Regions from separate parts of the Mus musculus genome. Here region 2 is linked to region 1. The links are chromatin contacts, called in public HiChIP or PLAC-seq maps. All regions are on one chromosome and are shown on one strand. Each heading gives the region's core, a stretch centred on a gene start, on an enhancer-like site or on the middle of the called end of the contact. The rest is flanking DNA. Distances are from core to core; before and after follow the strand shown. Region 1 holds the start of Rexo1 (REX1, RNA exonuclease 1). Region 2 holds the start of Adamtsl5 (ADAMTS-like 5).

Evidence for each region. HiChIP or PLAC-seq counts read pairs in DNA pulled down with a chosen protein or histone mark.
Region 2: a FOXA1 HiChIP or PLAC-seq map of pancreatic cancer cells shows a contact between it and region 1. The contact joins the promoter of Adamtsl5 here to the promoter of Rexo1 in region 1. A contact is called at or near these places in 14 of 39 promoter capture datasets (the 3T3-L1 cell line, 3T3-L1-derived adipocytes, the C10 cell line and 9 more), 2 of 15 datasets of contacts at CTCF or cohesin (embryonic stem cells and large pre-B cells), 9 of 484 Hi-C or Micro-C datasets (the G1E-ER4 cell line, bone marrow-derived macrophages, cortical neurons and 4 more), 11 of 115 datasets of contacts at active chromatin or transcription factors (embryonic basal ganglia, embryonic hindbrain, embryonic stem cells and 7 more) and 3 of 9 other capture datasets (adipose tissue, liver and macrophages).

Annotation. Positions count from the first base shown.
Region 1 is chr10:80,560,044-80,562,897 of GRCm38.p6, reverse strand. Rexo1 (REX1, RNA exonuclease 1) reads left to right here and starts at 1,338. Exons shown (of 15, transcript NM_025852.3): 1 at 1,338-1,634. The coding sequence starts at 1,478.
Region 2 is chr10:80,346,756-80,349,955 of GRCm38.p6, reverse strand. Adamtsl5 (ADAMTS-like 5) reads left to right here and starts at 1,508. Exons shown (of 13, transcript NM_001285435.1): 1 at 1,508-1,600; 2 at 2,331-2,399.

The DNA of each region.
Region 1 (2,854 bases), core at 89-2,588:
AAATAAATTGATTAAAAATTTAAAAAGCAGGCGGCCATGGTGACTCAGGCCTGTAATCTTAGCATTTAGGAAAACTGTCAGAAGTCCAAGATCAGTCTAGGCTACAGTGCCAGACCCTGTCCAGACAAACAGAAAGAGGGGTTCTGGGGATGTTGCTCAGTGACTGGAGTAACTGTCTAGCAAGCACAAGGCTTTGCGTTTCATCTCCAGCACTGTGTAATGGGCAAGTCCATCCAGTCTGTGTTACATGAGACCTTACCTCAATCAAAAGCAAAACAGAAAAGCGGTTGGGGAGAGGGCTCAGTGGGTTAGAAAGCTGTGCACAGGTCTCAGGACCTGAGTTCTAATCCCCAGCACCCATTTAAAGCTGGGTATGACCAGGTGAGTGCCACCCTAGGCTTTGGGGTGGAGGCAAGCAGATGCTGGGAGCTTGCTAGCCAGCCTGCCCAGCTGAAGTACTTCAGTGAAGAAGCCTGTCTTAAAGGAAAGAAAATGGAAGACTAAACAAAGGGGTGGGAAGCTGTATGCTCCTCTAACCTCTGCATGCGGGTGCACAGTGTCGCCTCCCTCCAAACACCCCAGAACAAAGCAAAAACAAAAAAACAAAAAAACAAAAAAAAAAAAATCAAATATATTTCCAGAGTGTAGCTTAGTTGGAGTGCCCTTGTCTAGTGTATGTATCTAGGCACGGCAAAAAGAAAAAAGAAATGCCCCACTGATACCCCTCGTGGTTAGGTGACTATTTGAGCATCAATTAGGTAGGTTTCTCAGGATAGGCACCTCAGCCAATTAAGACCCTGGCTAGAGAGTTGGCTCAGTGGTGAAGAGCACTTACAGCAATTGGAGACTTGGGTTCGGTTCCCAGTACTCACATGACCGTTCATAACCATGAGTAGCTCCAATTTCTGGGTATCCAAAGCCCTTTTCTGACTTCAGCGAGAATCAGAAACACTCATGTTGCACATACATAGAATTAGAAAGTAAATCCTAAATCAAACAAAAACCCTGGCCGTGAAGCTCTCCTCGTCCTCCGGGGGGCGCACGACGGCCTTATATAGCCAAAGATTACAGCGGAGACTCGCGGTGCATTTCCAGCCAGGCGCACTCTGGACAGCCCAGGCTTCTCAGGGGCTTGAGGCTCAAGATTGCGAAGCTGCACCCGCGAAAGTCCGGTGCCGGAAGGTTCTCAGGACCAGAAGCATATAATCACGCGTTCTTTAAAGCTTCTCTTGTCCTAAGCTTCGGGTCTTCCGACGGCTACAGTTCCGCGGGAGACGACATTGTAAGCAGGCGCACTTCAGTCAGCCCTTCCCGGCGTCCCTAGCGACAGCGTCCCGGGGGCCTCTGGGGGCCTCGGGGCAAGATGGCGGCGTCGGCGGGGTCCGAAAAGCGCGAGCGGAAGCCTCCGGGGCGAGTGTGAGGAGGGGTCCCGGGGTCCCGGGTATCTCCGGGCCGGGGCCCCGCTGCGGAACGGACCATGCTACGTTCTACCGGCTTCTTCCGCTCCATCGACTGCCCATACTGGGCGGGAGCTCCCGGGGGGCCTTGCCGGCGGCCCTACTGCCACTTCCGGCACCGCGGAGCTCGGGGTCCCGGCGCTCCCGGTAGCGGCGGCGCAGCATCTCCTGCATCAGGTAAAGCCCATAGGACCGCCCTGGGTCCCACAGCCCGCCCGTGCTACATGTTTCCCTTGCTCAGCCAGACCGCGCACTGTCAGATTGCTGTCCCTCTCCTAGCTGCCATCGCGATGCTGTGCAAATGTCTAGACCTCTCTGGTCATTAAAGCATAAAGACGGTCACGACGGAGCGAGAGACCGTGCATCCCCGTCCCCAAGCTAGGGGACTTGGTGCAACTCCTCCGGTTCTTATTCTGTCCACCTTGTTCCGAACGATATATCATTCCCTCCCGTCACCACGCACGCCACCCTGTGCGCTTGTGGCATACCTTGTTTACGAACGCGACAGTTTCCTGGGATGAGTCCCCCCCCCCCCCCCACTGTCTCCAGTAGTTGGATGCACAAGGCCATAGGGGCACCTGCTGTTTGTCGAGCGGAAAACCCCCTTGCCTTGAACGGGTGTGGACTTTGAGCTTGGCAGGGAGCATGTCGCAATTAGTGTGATGACATTTTGAAGAAGGCCTCAGGGATCAGGCAGTGTGTAGGAAGTATTGTATTAGAGAAAAGACATTAAGGTTTTGTTATTTGTCTTTTGTTTGTTTTTACTGTTGTAGGCCAGGCTAGTTTTGGACCCAGGACCCTGAAGCTGCAACCTCCTAGGTTCTGGGATGGCCCTAACCGGACCCTTAGGATTCCAATTGCATTTAAAGAAGACATTGGAGAGCCTAGAGAGATGGCTCCGATTTAAGAGCACTTTCTGTTTTGGGCTGGGCCTGCTGCGTGCACACTTTTAGTCCCGTTTCTCTAGAGGCATTGCCGGGTGGACCTCTGAGTTTGAGTCCAGCCTGGTCTATATAGGAAGCCTTGTTCCAGAAATCCATAGCCAGTGAGTCCCTGTCTGAGGGGTGGGGGCCACGCTTGCTACTGTTGCAGAGGCCCTGGATTGGGTTACCAGCAGCCACATGGCTGGTTTGTAAACCCAGTTCCAAGGCACCAGCCATGTGTGGTGCAAATGCAATCACCCAGGCAAACTCTCATGTGGATGAAATTAAAAACAAAAACCTTTAAAAAGTGGCATGGCACCCAGGTATGGTGGTGCATGCCTTTAATTTCAGCATTTAGGAGGTAGAGGCAGGTGAATCTCTTTGAGTTTAAGGCCAGCCTGGGTTACATATGTGGTCATCTCTAAAAGAGAGACAGGGCATTGTTGACTAGAGTACCGTTTAGTCCCCTCTGGT
Region 2 (3,200 bases), core at 259-2,758, 210 kb after region 1:
TACCAGGACAGAGTGCATGCCTACTGTATACCAGAACAGAACTCCTACTGCACGGGCCCCTCTCTCTCCCTAACACGGTCCTCATCTTTGCTTTGCTGAGGTCCCTTCCTTTCACAGCAGGACGTCAGGATTGTCTCTCATTCTCCTGCTGACCCTGGCTAGGCCACCCTTGCCTCTAGCCCCTTTAGTGGTTATATGTTCTGTAGGGGTTCTCCTCACAGCCCATGCCTGGCCTTAGCATCTTTTCTTCAACAGGATGATGGGTGTCAGAAATCGGAGTCATGGCCATGCATGGCCACCTCCCCACACTGGGCTTGGCTGCTGGGCCATAGCTGTGTGCACACAGTGACTTGCATAATAATGTCACGGAGTGGTCACACTCAGAGATGTTTCCAGCGGCTGTCCTGTGCTGAGCCCTGTCCAGAGGACCTCCCTGAGGCAGGTGTATACAGCAGACACTGTCCTCTATGTGTAGTAAATACTGCAGGCAGTCTGCTTTTCAGGGAGTGCATACAGCAGGCACCGTGCCCTGTGAGGAAAGCGGGCCAGAGGTCAGCCAGGTGGGCTTCCTAGAGGAGGCGAGTTCAGCGCCCAGGAATAGCATGGTCCACACAGCACTGATCATCGCAGTGCGGCGTCCTTCTGCCCGGCTGCCGGGAGGCTACACGAAGGCGATGGGGTCAGGGGGTCCACAAGAGGCTGGCAGAGTGCCGGGAATGGGAAACTGAGGCGGAGGGCTTGAGGCCAAAACCAGTGGAGAGAAGCAGCACTGGCGTCCAGGCCTAGAGGGCGGGACCGGGTGGAGCATTGGTGACGGCAGCGCCTGGGAATGTGGGGCAGGGAGGGTCCCTCCGCCCCCAGCGGGCGCGCGGGGCCTCGTGAGGGGATGCTTGGGACTCGAGTGAGGAGTCGGGGGGCGGGGGGGGTGGAGATGCGAACCAAGGCAGGAAGGTCTAACTGGGGAATGATGTGGACCAGCGTGGAGAGGTCTAATTGGGGGTAACAGGGACGGGGTGGGAAGTCCCAGTTGCAGGGATGATGGAGACCTGGGTTGGGGTCCCAGGGATTGTTGGGACAGAGCTAGGAGCCTGGCCTGAGTGGGTGATGGGGATGAGGAGAGGAAATCTGGCGTATCTGGCTGCGGGGTGCTACGGAGCAGGACGGGGTACTGAGAGTGAGAGGGCGCCCTGGCATGGACTATCCCACCCCAAGCCCCAGCGCTAGGCACATTCCCTGGCCCTGAGCGCGGCGCCCGGAATAGCAGTCCAGTCACCCCCGCGCACCGCCCCGCAGCTGCACTTCCCAAGGTCACTGGCACCCAGGATATCAGGACCAACGCTGGGCCGCTGAGCTGCGCTGTCAGACACAGTAGGTCAGCCCCCTGCCGCAGGTCCGGGCCCAACGCGTGCGCCCTCTCCTGCCGCACGAGGGCGCCCTTGGCCTGCGCCCTCGGTGACCCCAGCCTGGGCGCGCCTAGGAGGCCCGGGTGGGAGGGATCGACCGAGTTCGCAGTCCCGCACTTTGGGGCCCCGCCGCTTCCGCCAGTCCCCGGGGCGTCCCGGGGAAACTTGGACGTATTGCCTTGGGCTCTCAGCAGATGGTAAGTCCCTCTTCCCATCCTGCCACTATTCCACCCGGTGTGGCGGCGGGGATGAGATTGGTTTCTTTCCCTGCTCGGAGCGAAAGCAGCAATCCCTAGGATGGTGGGTGAGTTTGGGGGTCGCACTTCCTACGGGATGGGACTGAAACTCAGGAGACCGACACCCCAGTGACTGGTGCACCAATGCGGGAGAGGGATGCAGTGCTAGATGCGGTGCTCGGGAGAGGGCATTGACAGACATGGGTAGGAGCCCCCCTCACGAAGGGGGTTATGAGATGGCCTTCCCCAGCCTCCTTCTTCCTTCCTTCCCGGGACAGCCCAGTTTCTGGGCCCGCAGAAGGAAGGGTCCGGCGAGTGTCTTGAAGCAGTTCCCGTGAGTTTCCAATTTACAGCCATCTCGGTCCCAAGGTGTCCTAAAGGACATCAGATTGGCTGACAACCGGAGAGACCCTGGTTCCAGCCGGGCCGGGGTACTTTTGTCCTCCTTACCCCTTTTTCAGGTACCTGGACCCTGTGGGCTGCAGATCTTTGAGAGCCCGTGTGCCCTTCAGAGAGCCTGGCCCGGGCCCAGAAGGGACTCACTTCATCTTGGTTCCCTTCCCTCCTGGCTGGTCTTGCCAGGCTGGGATCACGAGGAGGAGGGCGTCGGCTGAGAATGACTTCATCCGGTCTCTACAGTTGGGGAAACTGAGACCTCCACTCAGCCCCACCCTGCTCTTCTTGTCCGCAGATCCTCTAGGCACCGCAGCCCGCAGCTCTGGCAGATGAGACCATGACCCACGTGTTGGCAGGAGGCCAGGTCAGCCGCCCAGCGCCTGCCACGGGGTGGGGTTGGGGGTGGGGAGGAGGTCCCTTAGGCTATGGGGTACCTGGGAGCACAGCGGTCCCCAGAGGCTGGGGGGCAGCTGGGAGGGGGACATCCATTCCACCCTGAGTTTCTGGATGAGCCTCCATTAATTATCCCTCTACAGGCTCTCAGAGACTCAGGGATGGGGTTCCGCGGGTTTTCACTGCACAGATGGGGAAACCGAGGCCTGGAGAAATGGAATGGTTGGTTCCTGGCCACCCAGGAAGGTAGATGAAAGGGGTGACTAAACTTGCAGCCACCTAAAAACTGTCCTTAAAGGATTCCTTGTGCATTATAAAAGAACACACTGGGGCTGGTGAGATGGCTCAGTGGGTAAGAGCACCCGACTGCTCTTCCAAAGGTCCTGAGTTCAAATCCCAGCAACCACATGGTGGCTCACAACCATCCGTAATGGGATCTGACTCCCTCTTCTGGAGTGTCTGAAGACAGCTACAGTGTACTTACATATAATAAATAAATAAAAATCTTTAAAAAAAAACAAAAACAAAATAAAAGAACACATTGTCTATAGGAAGAACTGATTAAGGTGGGTGTGTGGCAGTCCAGGACTAGCAACTTTGTCCCAGGAGGCTAAGGGAGGAGGATTTTTCAGAGTTTGAGCCTAGCCTGAGCTACAGATCAAGACTCCCATCTCAAAAGGAAAGCAGAAGCCTGTCCTAGAGCAAAAGCCCAGTGCCCACTGTCCAGGAGCTAGTAGGGGAGGCAGGAAGGTCACGAGTTCAAGGTTATCCT